2 separate regions of the Hordeum vulgare genome follow, and region 1 is linked to region 2. A link is a contact called in public Hi-C data. All regions are on one chromosome and are shown on one strand. The core of a region is the stretch at or near the end of the contact, and the rest is flanking DNA. Distances in the headings are between cores, read along the strand shown. Region 1 has its middle 120 kb from the start of LOC123443496. Region 2 holds the start of LOC123443495 (peroxidase 1-like).

What was found. Hi-C and Micro-C count contacts between places; a contact is called where the count stands out from the background.
Region 1: a Hi-C map of leaf shows a contact between it and region 2, with 5 times the contacts expected there. The contact joins the enhancer-like site here to the promoter of LOC123443495 in region 2. A contact is called at or near these places in 2 of 6 Hi-C or Micro-C datasets (leaf and seedling).

Annotation. Positions count from the first base shown.
Region 1 is chr3H:196,029,581-196,035,447 of MorexV3_pseudomolecules_assembly, forward strand. No RefSeq gene overlaps it. Among protein-coding and RNA genes, the nearest start is that of LOC123443496, 120 kb to the left of the region's middle. Within about 2 kb of position 1,656, at least 3 of the 3 cell types and tissues checked have open chromatin away from gene starts, as enhancers often do. A contact at or near this core is called in leaf and seedling, where this site is marked.
Region 2 is chr3H:195,828,096-195,833,914 of MorexV3_pseudomolecules_assembly, forward strand. LOC123443495 (peroxidase 1-like) reads left to right here and starts at 2,337. Exons shown (of 2, transcript XM_045119879.1): 1 at 2,337-2,896; 2 at 3,743-4,711. The coding sequence starts at 2,633. The coding sequence ends at 4,492.

The DNA.
Region 1 (5,867 bases), core at 406-2,905, 200 kb after region 2:
TTTACAGCATGGACTAATGCCTACAGAAGAAATTCATGTTGTAGACCTGAAAAACTGAGTTGACGAAGACAACATAGGCAAATACTTGCTTCGTAGATGCGGATGCGAACAAGCTCCGACGGACACAGGGATTGAGGACGTCCTTGATGGTCAATGACGATGACATCCTTCCTTGATGGATTCAGATTGAGAGTGGAAGAGGCTGAGGAGAGCAAAAATGATGCTTTTGCGGGAGGGGAGGGGGGCTATGGATGGGTGATGCAAGGGCAACAATATTTAAACAATCAAAAGGTGCCAATTCATCTAGATACTCCTAGAGTAATGATACCACTACTCAATATTAGATGGTCTAACGTGTGTCAAATATGGTAGACACTCTTGCAAATAAAATGCGCCGGTATATACAGCGGGTAATCAAGACAGTAGAGGCGCAGATAGAAAGCGAGACGATACAATTTTGTAGATATCAACGCTTATGAAACAAATGTGTTCCGATTCAACAACGCCTAGGAAAATGATGTTTCAAGGGTCGACAACGCCTAACTACAAGACGTGACATAAGAACTTTGATAGCGTCATTTCATCCGACACTTCAGGGCGGCTCCACGCTGATAGCGTGACCGACGATCATGGACTTCTACCGGTCAAAGCCGTCTAAGAGAAAGGCGTGCATACTATTGAACGGGAGAATAGGGATTGGTGGAATAGTTGTTGTATTCCTTAAGCCTTGTGGGCATATATATAGGAGTACATGATCATCTTCGAGTACAAGTCAAGGCAGGAACAAGTCCTAGTCTATATATGCTTTCTTAAACAATCACGTTACTCAACATCCCCCCGCAGTCACAACGGTAACGACGCACACGGTGAGACTGGAGAAGAATCCTAAGGTAAGCCGACGGTCATCCCCCACAGTCGTAACGGTCGATGCATCGTGGAAGTTGTGGCCAGAGTGGAAACCGATGAGGTTGCTCAAGCAAGGCGGTAGCCCTTTGTGCGTTGGTCGAGGTAGCCGAGAGCGTAGGGTGGTGTAGCCGTGGTCGAGGTAGTCGTGCGAAGAACGCCATGGTCGATGTCAAGTCGGGGTAGCCGGTGTCGAGGAAGTCGCCGTGGAGCCGCAGGCGCAAGGAGGCGCCGAGTTAGTCATGGGCGCAGTGGTGTCGAAGTAGTGGTGCGCCGGCTAGGTCTAGGAACTTGCGGCAGATACCATATTGAACGGGAAAATATGGATTGCTGGAATAGTTGTTGTATTGCTTGAGCCTCGTGGGCACACATATATGAATACATGATCATCTTGAAGTATACGTCAAGGCATGAACAAGTCATAGTCTATCTATGCTTTTCTATAAATCACGTTATACGTTTACGTTACATGTCGTACGGTCACGCCTGAACAAAGGAGTCAAGTAAGAAAATAAGAGTCTTCCTCGAGGGGCCATTTGTAAGATAATTTCCTTTTCTGTACGCAACGTAGGGCCCGTTCTCCGCGTCGGATCAGTCAGCTGCGTAGCTGGCTTTAGCTAGCAGCTAGTACTAGCGGCCATGCGTGAAACGATTGATCGAGGCGTGCATGTTGTTTGATGCCGATGGGCACGACACGGCGCCCGTGACTCGGCCGAGAACATGAACCAGACCAGGCCTAGATCACATTCACACGGAGCTAGCGAGTGCCCGATGTGCGCACCCCATGTGCTCGTGATGGATTTCCTGCCTCCAAGTCACTAGGCTAACTCGTGATGGGATAAGAGCGATCTTGTCTTGGCCGTTGTTTCCATCAGCTCAGGCTAAACAAAGATCCGATCGAGCTGGGTGGCAACTTTACCTTGTTGGTGTCCCCGTCGGGCGCAACGGAACCAACTGATGCCTAGCTCCGCGCTAGTGGACGTGGAGCCTGGGCCATTGATTGAACCGAAACCGGTCACAGCACAAGCATCGGCATGCACGGCGCTGTCGCATTCACCCAGGTTGGAAGCCATGTATATCTGCGAGATTTGGACCGTGCTTCGTTCTGGCTCGCGAACCGGCACTGCACCACCCCCAGTCGCTCTCGACGGAAATATGGTGGCACATGGGTATGGGTGCGTTCATGCTGGCCAGCGGAGGCTGGCAGCTCGTGCTCGTCGCTGTTGGGGAATTAAGCGGGAAAATCACCATCAGTCCCGCTCATTACCAGTATTCGGTCGCGGCTGAACGGGCAATCATGAGCCTCGGGTCGCGATTACCTGTGTATCCAATCATGCTGGATTCCGGAGCAGCGGTTATGCACGATACTTTGTGCGCACTACTCCGTACTATTACAAGTACAAATTATTAATCCCACATCGGAAATTTGAGTCACTCAAACCGGACTTAAAATTAGCGGCGTGCCTTTTTCATCGCCGGGCCTGGTAGTTCGGGCCTGTCACCCCATGCTTTGGGGGGCAGGAGTTGACTGAGGTGGCGTTTATACAGGGCCCGTTTGTTCACGGGTTGTTTCAGTCCTGCGCTTGAAAAGTGCAGCATTGCTAACCTAAGGGCCGTTGTGCGTGCCGGAGGTGTCGAGGATGGTGGCCCTTTGAGGCCGGGCAACCCCGGCCTGCAACCACCATGGCCTGCCTGTCAAAAGCGCGCCCCTATGTCAGCTCCTTAATTTTTTTGGGACCCCATTTGGCCCAAGGTCCACTATAAATATATTTATTTATTGTTTGAGGTATGCCATGAAAAAAATCAGAAAATAAAAAATGCCACACTCTTGACAAATATCAGAAAGTTTTTTTTATAAATAGCTTTATTAAATTATAGATTCGTTGAAGACATATCACATTAGATATGATATGCTTGTCCTTGAGTGATGTGCTTTTCCTGTAAACGTCACGATAATGAATTTTCAACATGTTTCATGTTTAACACATTATTGACGGTTTCCATGCGGAAATGAAAAGTTTACCCCCCCCTCAACCGTACAAACACAAGGCATGGCTAGCTGAATTCACGGATGTCCTCCAAACAATCAACTTTCCAGAGGTAGTTTTATTTTATTATTTATTATTATTATGTTTGAGTAGGATTGGGCATTCCAATTATCAACCTCTCTCGTGCAATGACAAGTGAATAAACATTCATTATGAAAATAATTCACTTAGCATGGAATATACTTACCGCCCCGTAGCTTCACGAGTAGTGCACACACACTAAACATATGTTTATTTGAAGGTTTAGAGATGACACATGTAAATTTACTTGAAACAAAGGGTAATACCGTATATAGGTAGATATAATGGACACTTATGGAATAAACTTGACTCAAGAATTCTGGATGCACAAATAGTAATCCCGCTTGGCGTGATAATTATAATATAAGATAATTTTTTATTTGACCACACACTGTTCATAAAAAATGTCACACTTTTCACCCAAATTGGGAAGCCAAAAATAACCTTTGAAATTGCCAAGTAATATATAAATATTAGTTTTAGCACAAATATTCATAAACCCCTCTCATGCCCATTGGCAGAAAACATCACACCCTTGCAAGAGCTAGAGGCCAGAACATCTCGCTCTCATCGTCGTTGGAAGGAATGGATGCGAAGAAAGAGGCGATCTCATGTGTCGTCTGCTGCAACCGACGTTGCTTCTCCGGGTAAGCCACCCTTGCTTCCTCGTTCTTGGGAGGGACTCGAAGGATTAGTCGATGGCGAGCTTCATCTTAGCGAACTTCGGATCCATTTTTACATGGCTATGAGGTTGTCGTTGGCGAGCATCTGTCACGAGATGTTGCTTCATCGCCATCTAGCCTACCATGTCGATCTCCAACGGATCCAACAATGGCGCCGTCTGAATCGGGGATGGCGGGGGTGATTGATACGTCTCCAACGTATCTATAATTTTTGATTGTTCTATGCTGTTATATTATCATTCTTGGTTGTTTTATAGTCATTTTGTAGCAATTTTATATAATTTTTGGGACTAAGCTATTGACATAGTGTCTAGTGGGAGTTGCTGTTTTTTTCCTTTGCAAAAAAATCCATATCACATGAGGTCCAATTTCGACTAAACTTTACGAAGATTTTTTTGGAATAAAAGAAAACTTGGGGGCCAAGATTGAGCAGCAGCCAAGGCCCAGGGGGGCCCACTAGACACCACGGCGCCAGAGGCCTCTGGTGCAGCCTGGTGTTTAGTGGGGCACTCCCAAAGCTTCTGCACTGCCTCTGAGCTCTATAAATACCCTAATATTTCAGAAACCCTAGGGGAGTCGACGAAAAATTGTTTGAGCTGCTGCAAGTTCCAGAGCCACGAAAACCAATCTAGAGCATTTTTCAGAGAAGAACACGATCATGTAGGGGTTCACCATCTCCATTGGTGCTCCTCCCATGATGTGTGAGTAGTTCAAATCAGACCTATGGGTCTGTAGGCAGTAGCTAGGTGGATTTCTCTCTCGTTTCGTTTCTCAATACAATGGTCTCTTGGAGATCCATATGATGTAACTCTTTCTTTTGCGGTGTGTTTGTTGGGATCCGATGAATTGTGAGTTTATGGTCAGATCTATGAAAACATATTCATGCTTGATTATTATTGCCTCGTATTTCTTTTCTGATATTTGGTTTTTGTGTGGCCAACTTGATATTCTATCTTGCAATGGGAAGATGTGCTTTGTGATGGGTTCAATCTTGCGATGCTCAATCTCAGTGACAGGAAGAGACATGACACACATGTATCATTGCCATTAAGGATAAAATGGTGGGGTCTATTCCTACATGAATAGATCTTGTCTACATCATGTCATCGTTCTCAAGGCATTACTCCGTTTCTCCATGAACTCAATACACTAGATGCATGCTGGATAGCGATCGATGTGTGGAGTAATAGAAGTACATGCACGCAGAAGTCGGTCTACTAATTTTGGATGTGATGCCTATATACATGATCGTTGTCATGAATATAATCACAATTATTTTCTTTTCTATCAATTTCTCAATAGTAATTTGTCTACCCACGGCTTGCTATTTTTCTCGAGAGAAGCCACTAGTGAAACCTACGCCCCCGGGTCTACTTCACATCATATATTTGCAATCTCTACTTTGCTATTTTCTTTTCTACTTTATTTCCTCTTTTGTTTTCAGATCTGTATTATCAAAAAACCCAAAAATACCTTGTTGTGTTCTATTTGCTATCAATCTTATATGCATCTATCAATCTATCCTTAGTTTACCTACAAGGGATTGACAACCCCTCTCCGCATTGGGTTGCGAGGATTTGCTATTTTGTGTGCATGTGTTGCTTACATAGTCTTGTGGATCTTCCTAATGGATTGATACCTTGGTTTCTTAACTAAGGCAAATACATGTCGTCGCTGTGCTACATCACCCTTTAAGCTTGGAGGGAAACCAATGCACTCACGAGTAGTCAAGATTTCTCGTGCCGTTGCCGGGGAAGATCAAGTCAAGACCTATCAGGTTCCTACATACAAATCTCATATCCTTGCAATTACATTATTTTCCATTTGCCTTTCGTTTTCCTCTCCCCCACTTCACAAAAAAATTCCTTTTTATTTTCCATCTTTCCTTTGCCCTCTTCTTGCCAGATCTCTTGTTTGCTTGTTTTCTTGTTTGCGTAGTCACGATGACTCAAGAGAACTCTAAGTTGTGTGATTTTTCCAATACCAATAACAAGGATTTTATTAGCATGACTATTGATCCTCCCGCCACCAGAGCGGAGGCTTATGATATTAATGTCGCTTTATTGAATCTTGCTATGAATGAGCAATTTTTCGGTAATCCTAATGAGGATGTCGTGTCCCATCTAAACACTTTCATATAATTGTGCGATATGCAAAACAAGAAAGATGTGGAAAATATATTGTCAAGTTGAAATTAATTCCGTTCTCTTTG
Region 2 (5,819 bases), core at 1,087-3,586:
CTGCACACTTAAGGTTCGGTGACGTTTCAGTATAGTTGAGTTATAGGTGCTGGTGACCAAAGGTTTTTCAGAGTCCCGGAAGAGATCTTGGACGTCACGAGGAGCTCCAGAATGGTCCGGAGGTAAATATTGATATATAGGAAGTCCTGTTTTGGTCACCGGAAAAGTTCCGGGCTCATCGATAGTGTACTTGGAGTGCCGGGAGGGTGCCGGGGGACCACCGGGAGGGGTGTGATGACCCAAGAGCCTTGTGGGCTGTGAGAGGAGGTGGACCAGCCCCCGGTGGGCTTGCCGAACCCTCTCTCAAAGGCCCATGCGGCTATAAGAGGATACAAAAGGCAAACGACCTTTAAAAGGAAAGGAAGGAGGAGTCCTCCCAAAGTAGTCCACCTCCCTTGTGGGAAGGTGGAATCTTCCTAGGGTTCGGCTGACCCCTTCTCCTTGGAGTAGGGGCCAAGGCTAACTCCTCTCCTCTCCTCCTATATATACTAGAGGTTTTTGAGGGTTTTGGACACAACAATCAGCCACGTGATGCCCTCTCTCTAGATTCGTTTCTCCTCTAGTCTAGTTTAAGCAGCGCTTAGGCGAAGCCCAGTTGGAATAGCTCTACCACCATTGCCGTGACGCCGTCGCGCTGCCGGAGAACTCATCTACCTCCCCTTCCCCTCTTGTTGGATCAAGAAGGTAGAGATCATCGTCGAGCTATATGTGTCCTGAACGCGGAGGTGTCGTCCGTTCGGCGCTAGATCGGGATGGATTGTGGGACGACGATGATTTGGATCGCGTCGATGTTCCACTACATCAACCGCGTTTCTTAACGCTTCCCGCTTAGCGATCTACAAGGGTATGTGGATCCGATCTCCCCTCTCGTAGATGGTCATCACCATGATAGGTCTTCGTGCGCGTAGGAATTTTTTTGTTTCCCATGCAACGTTCTCAACAGCTACGACGCAGGTGTAACACTCGGATGTATGATTTCATACCCCTCTCGGAAGAGGTAAAGACCCATATGTTCGAGCCCAGAGGCTAGTGTTTGCTTATGGGGGTGTGAATACACGGGATGGGTACCCTTGTCGAGGAGCTCCGAGGCGGCTTATATAGAGTTCGCGTGGGTCCGAGGAATCCCATTACGAGGGTGTTTAAGGCTAATAACTATGGAAGTTACTAGTAACAACAACTCTAACTACAACGTTACACGTAACATCGGTTTTCAGTGGGCTTTATGTGAGATGTTAAGTCCCTTGGTGGTTGCAGCTCCTTCGTCGTCCACTCTCGCCCTGGTCCAAGTGTTGGTGCATGTCCGACTGGCCCGAGGACTGGCCGAGTGACTCCATACGTCCGACTGGGGCCTTAGGTGGGCCTTGGATGGCAGGTCCATGACCCTACCCCTCGTAGGTAACCCCATCATGCTCCACTACTTGTTGCTTGTATGCTCCATTGCTTGTTGCTTTAACTATGTGCACTCTTAGGAGAAATGGTATGTGATGTTCATCGAAAGGGCTCCATGTTTAGAGTCCATAAGAAGCTTACAATGAACAAGTGTGAGGATACATCATCAACAACCACAAATGTTTAAGACTAAGCATGGAGCAGGAGATTCGTATTCCAAGTTTGTGCGAAAAGCAAGCATGCAACAAAATTAAAGTAGGCAAGATGGATCATTGGTTTGGGCTCAAGAATCTCAGCATCATCGTCCAGTTCATCATCATTGCACTGTTGTGGTGTTGGTGTGATCGATGTAATCGATGTAATCGTGTGTAAGGTATAGTTGTAATGGATAAACTCATCAAATAGGGTACGAGGTTATCATAATTCTATGCTCGTATACAATCAAACAAGGTGCGTTTGTACGAGTACAAACAATATGAGCAACTAGACACATGCATAGAGACGTCGCTATAATCCGAAAAAAGGATATGCAGACAACCAATTAACACAAACATAATTTTTTTTACGTGCATATGATTAATCAGGTCCTAGTAAGATAACTATGCAAAATGACTAAAGACAATGCGAGGTCATTGTAGGTGACGAATGGCGAGCAGCACACATGCACTTGCGCCGCACCGCACCGCGCACAAAGGTGGAAATGGAATGGAACCCATCCGTCCCGTCCCGTCCCGTCCCAGTCCTGTGCGGAATCGGGGCGTGGGGCTTGGCAGTCTCCTCGATGAATATGGACACATGACCGTGCCGCGCTCCAGCTCCAGCTTCCAAACGGAGAGAGACCATAAACAAACCGCTTGCAACTAGGGAGGGGGCCGGGGGACCTACCCATTTCGCCACATCACCCCGCGCGCAAAACTGGTGCCATACTCGCGTCCGACGAGCGGGACGACCTCCTTCCTTTGTTTGTCCCTCCCCTCCCCTCCCGCGGTTGCTTTCCACAACCGCTGGCCGTGCAGGTGCAGCACAGAACACAACAGCCACTCCCGCACTCGGCTGCCGAGCCTATAAAGGGCGGTGCCCAGCCACCACCTTAATGACACTGTCATCGCCAAACACGAACAGAAACACAAACCAAAAGCATTCCTTCCTTCCCTCTCGCCCTCCCTTCTCCAGCTCTGTCTCATCACAATCTCAAGATCACTGACGCTCCCAAGAGTTAACAAGAGAGAGAGAGAGTAAGGAAATGGGGATGCAATCAGTGTGCGGAGGAGCAGGGCGGTGGCGGCGAGCAGTGGCGTGGTGGGGGGTCGTGGTCCTCGGCCATTTAGTGAGCTGCGGCCGCGCGGGGCTCCTGGACACCAACCCGGGCTTGTCCTATAACTTCTACGGGACGACGTGCCCCAGCGCGGAGGCCACCGTCCGGAGCATCACCTGGGCGCAGGTCGCCGGCAACCAGGCCCTCCCCGGCCAGCTACTCAGGCTGCACTTCCACGACTGCTTCGTCAAGGTCAGTTCCTTCCTTCCTTCCTTCCTTCGTTAACGTCGCCCTGCCCCCACTTCCGCTTCAGCTCTTCTCCCTTTCCCTGAGCCTGAGCCTGAGCGGAGTGGGTCTTTGCTTCCACTTCCGTCGGCGCCATGCCCGTGCCCAGCCGGCCGACGCGGAAAGCGCTTCTTTTCCCGGCAGCAAATTAACTGCGGATTCCATTTCTAGCTACCACATTCATGTTCGAATCAAGAGTCCTGGCTCCTCGCTCTAATTAAACTGGCATACCATACCATACAGATCGCCTTTCTCCCTCTGCCCAAGCAGATTTTACTGCGGGTTTTCTACTAATTAGCTTTTCAGCTTCTTTATCCCTGCTGTAGTGAGATGCAGAGGTCGGGGGCTTCGTTCCTTTCTTTTAAATAATAAAAAAATCCCTCCTGTAGTGAGAGTACTACGTACAAGGCAGTTTGACTGTTGATATGTACACGAGGGAGCACCTTTACGTGGTATACTACGTAAGCATTACGGCACCTTTCCGCTCGTAGCGACACACCCAAGCAAGAAAACAAGGACGAGAAATACTAGACTAGACTAGTGCAAGGGGAGCAAGGTGAATCTTGTCATAGTACAGTATTTTCCGTGCGCCGAGTCGAGTGGGCAAGGCCAATGCGTCGCCGCTCACATGCGCGCCGTGCCACCCAGCTGGTGGCGCGCGACAGCTATCAAAGCTGCCGCGCCGGTACGGCGGTAGCAGGAGCAGCTTTGGCCTCTTGCGTCGGCCCCGCGCGCGCCCGCTCACATCCAAATTTCAAACCCCAAATATGCGATCTGTGTGTGGCTGACGTTTCCTTGAATGCGATAATGCAGGGCTGCGACGCGTCCATCCTGCTGGACAACGCGCAGAGCGAGAAGACGGCGCCGCCCAACGGCTCCCTCGGCGGCTACCCGGTGATCGACGCCATCAAGGCGCAGCTCGAGAAAGCGTGCCCGGGCGTCGTCTCCTGCGCTGACATCGTCGCGCTCGCCGCCCGCGACGCCGTCTCCTACCAGTTCAAGGCCCCGCTCTGGCAGGTCGAGACCGGCCGCCGGGACGGCCCCGTCTCGCTGGCCAGCAACACCGGTGCGCTGCCCTCGCCCTCCGCTGGCTTCAACGGCCTGCTGCAGAGCTTCGCCGCCAAGGGGCTCGATGTCAACGACCTCGTCGCGCTCTCGGGCGCGCACACCATCGGCAAGGCCAGCTGCTCCAGCGTCACGCCCAGGCTGTACCAGGGCAACGCCACCAGCATCGACCCACTGCTCGACTCCACGTACGCCAAGACGCTCATGAACGCCTGCCCCAACAGTCCCACCTCGACGTCCACGGTGGACTTGGACGGCGCCACGCCCTTCAAGTTCGACGGCAGCTACTACACCAACCTGCAGAACAAGCGGGGGGTGCTCGCCTCCGACGCCGCACTCACGCAGAACGCCGCCGCCGCCACCATTGTCAACGACCTGACCAACCCCATCAAGTTCTACGCCGCCTTCTCCATGTCCATGAAGAAGATGGGCCGCGTCGACGTGCTCACCCTCAAGAACGGACAAGGGAAGATCAGGACCAAGTGCAATGTGCCGTGAGGATTCATCAAGGAGCGCCACAGATTTTCTTGGATTATTTTACTCTCTCCCTCCCCGTCTTATTTCATCGGCGCGGATCAAATATATTGTGCCCGCCATGATTAAGCTCCCAAATCTATATTGATTTGTTAAGTGCGGTGCCTGAGTATGTAAGATTATTAGTCACGACATGCGTTGCATTCCTCTTGCAATCAGCCAAAGAAGGTGGTTCGGTACTTCTCTCTGCTCTCACTTGTCAGCCATGTCCAAGTGTCGAAATATTCAGAGCAAGTGCACCTTTGTTCAGATAATGCTATACATGATCCAACGGCCATCCACGCTTCGCTTTTAAGCCCTTCTCCTTGAGGCAAAATTTCATATTCTGGCCTTTTTGCAAAAGTTGATCATCTGACTTTTTTTTATCGTCAGGGTCCATGACGGTACCAACCTACCGTAGAAATCCCTGGTGGTAGGAAATTTATCCATCTGAGCATGATGCACCGTACTGTCAAACTCCTCGACGATAGGTCGTACAACTCTATCGTCAGGATGCTCACCTCAGCGGTAGGTGTGAGTTCACTCTGTATCCGATACTTAGATATTTTTACGGTAGTGCGTGCACCCCTACCGCCAAGGACTCTGGTGATAGGAAAAGGACCAGATTCCAGTTTTTATCAAACCAGGGTATATTTTGATCAACTTTTAAAAAAGGGTCAAAACATGAAAATAGCCTCTCCTCGATAGCTACAATTGTCGTGACACTATTTACTATTTTCTATTTTACTGTTAATTTTACCGTCACCTAAAGACTCTCCAAAATAGAGGATCGTGAAAAATACAAAATTGGATTGACTTCTCTTCTTGAATCCGGGACTATATGAGTCTTCAACAATGAGCGTTTGACGCCACATGTATAACAAGGGGTGATTTGTATGGGATCTCACATCAAACAAGATAGTGAGATCAACTAAAAAGCAAAATTAAAAATTATATTTAGACACTTAAAAAAATCTGAAATTATTTAAGAACATCCAAGTAGGGCATGTCTACAACTCCAAAAAAATGAGCTCCAAACTTGTGTACATTTACAGATTTTTAAAAAGTCGAATGTGATCGACTTTGTGTGAATACTAGTTTTACACTATTCATATCTGATTTATGTTTTTTTATTAATGTAAGTCAAATTTGGTGCTGAAACTTTTTGCGTTTGTACAATAAACATTTTTTTTGAACCAAACCCGTAGAACAATCGTTCTACGGTGTATATATATTAAAATTAATAAAAGGTACAAAGAAGCAAAGTGCCAATTTAATACAAAAAAAGCTTATCATACTCCTGTTTTTGTGA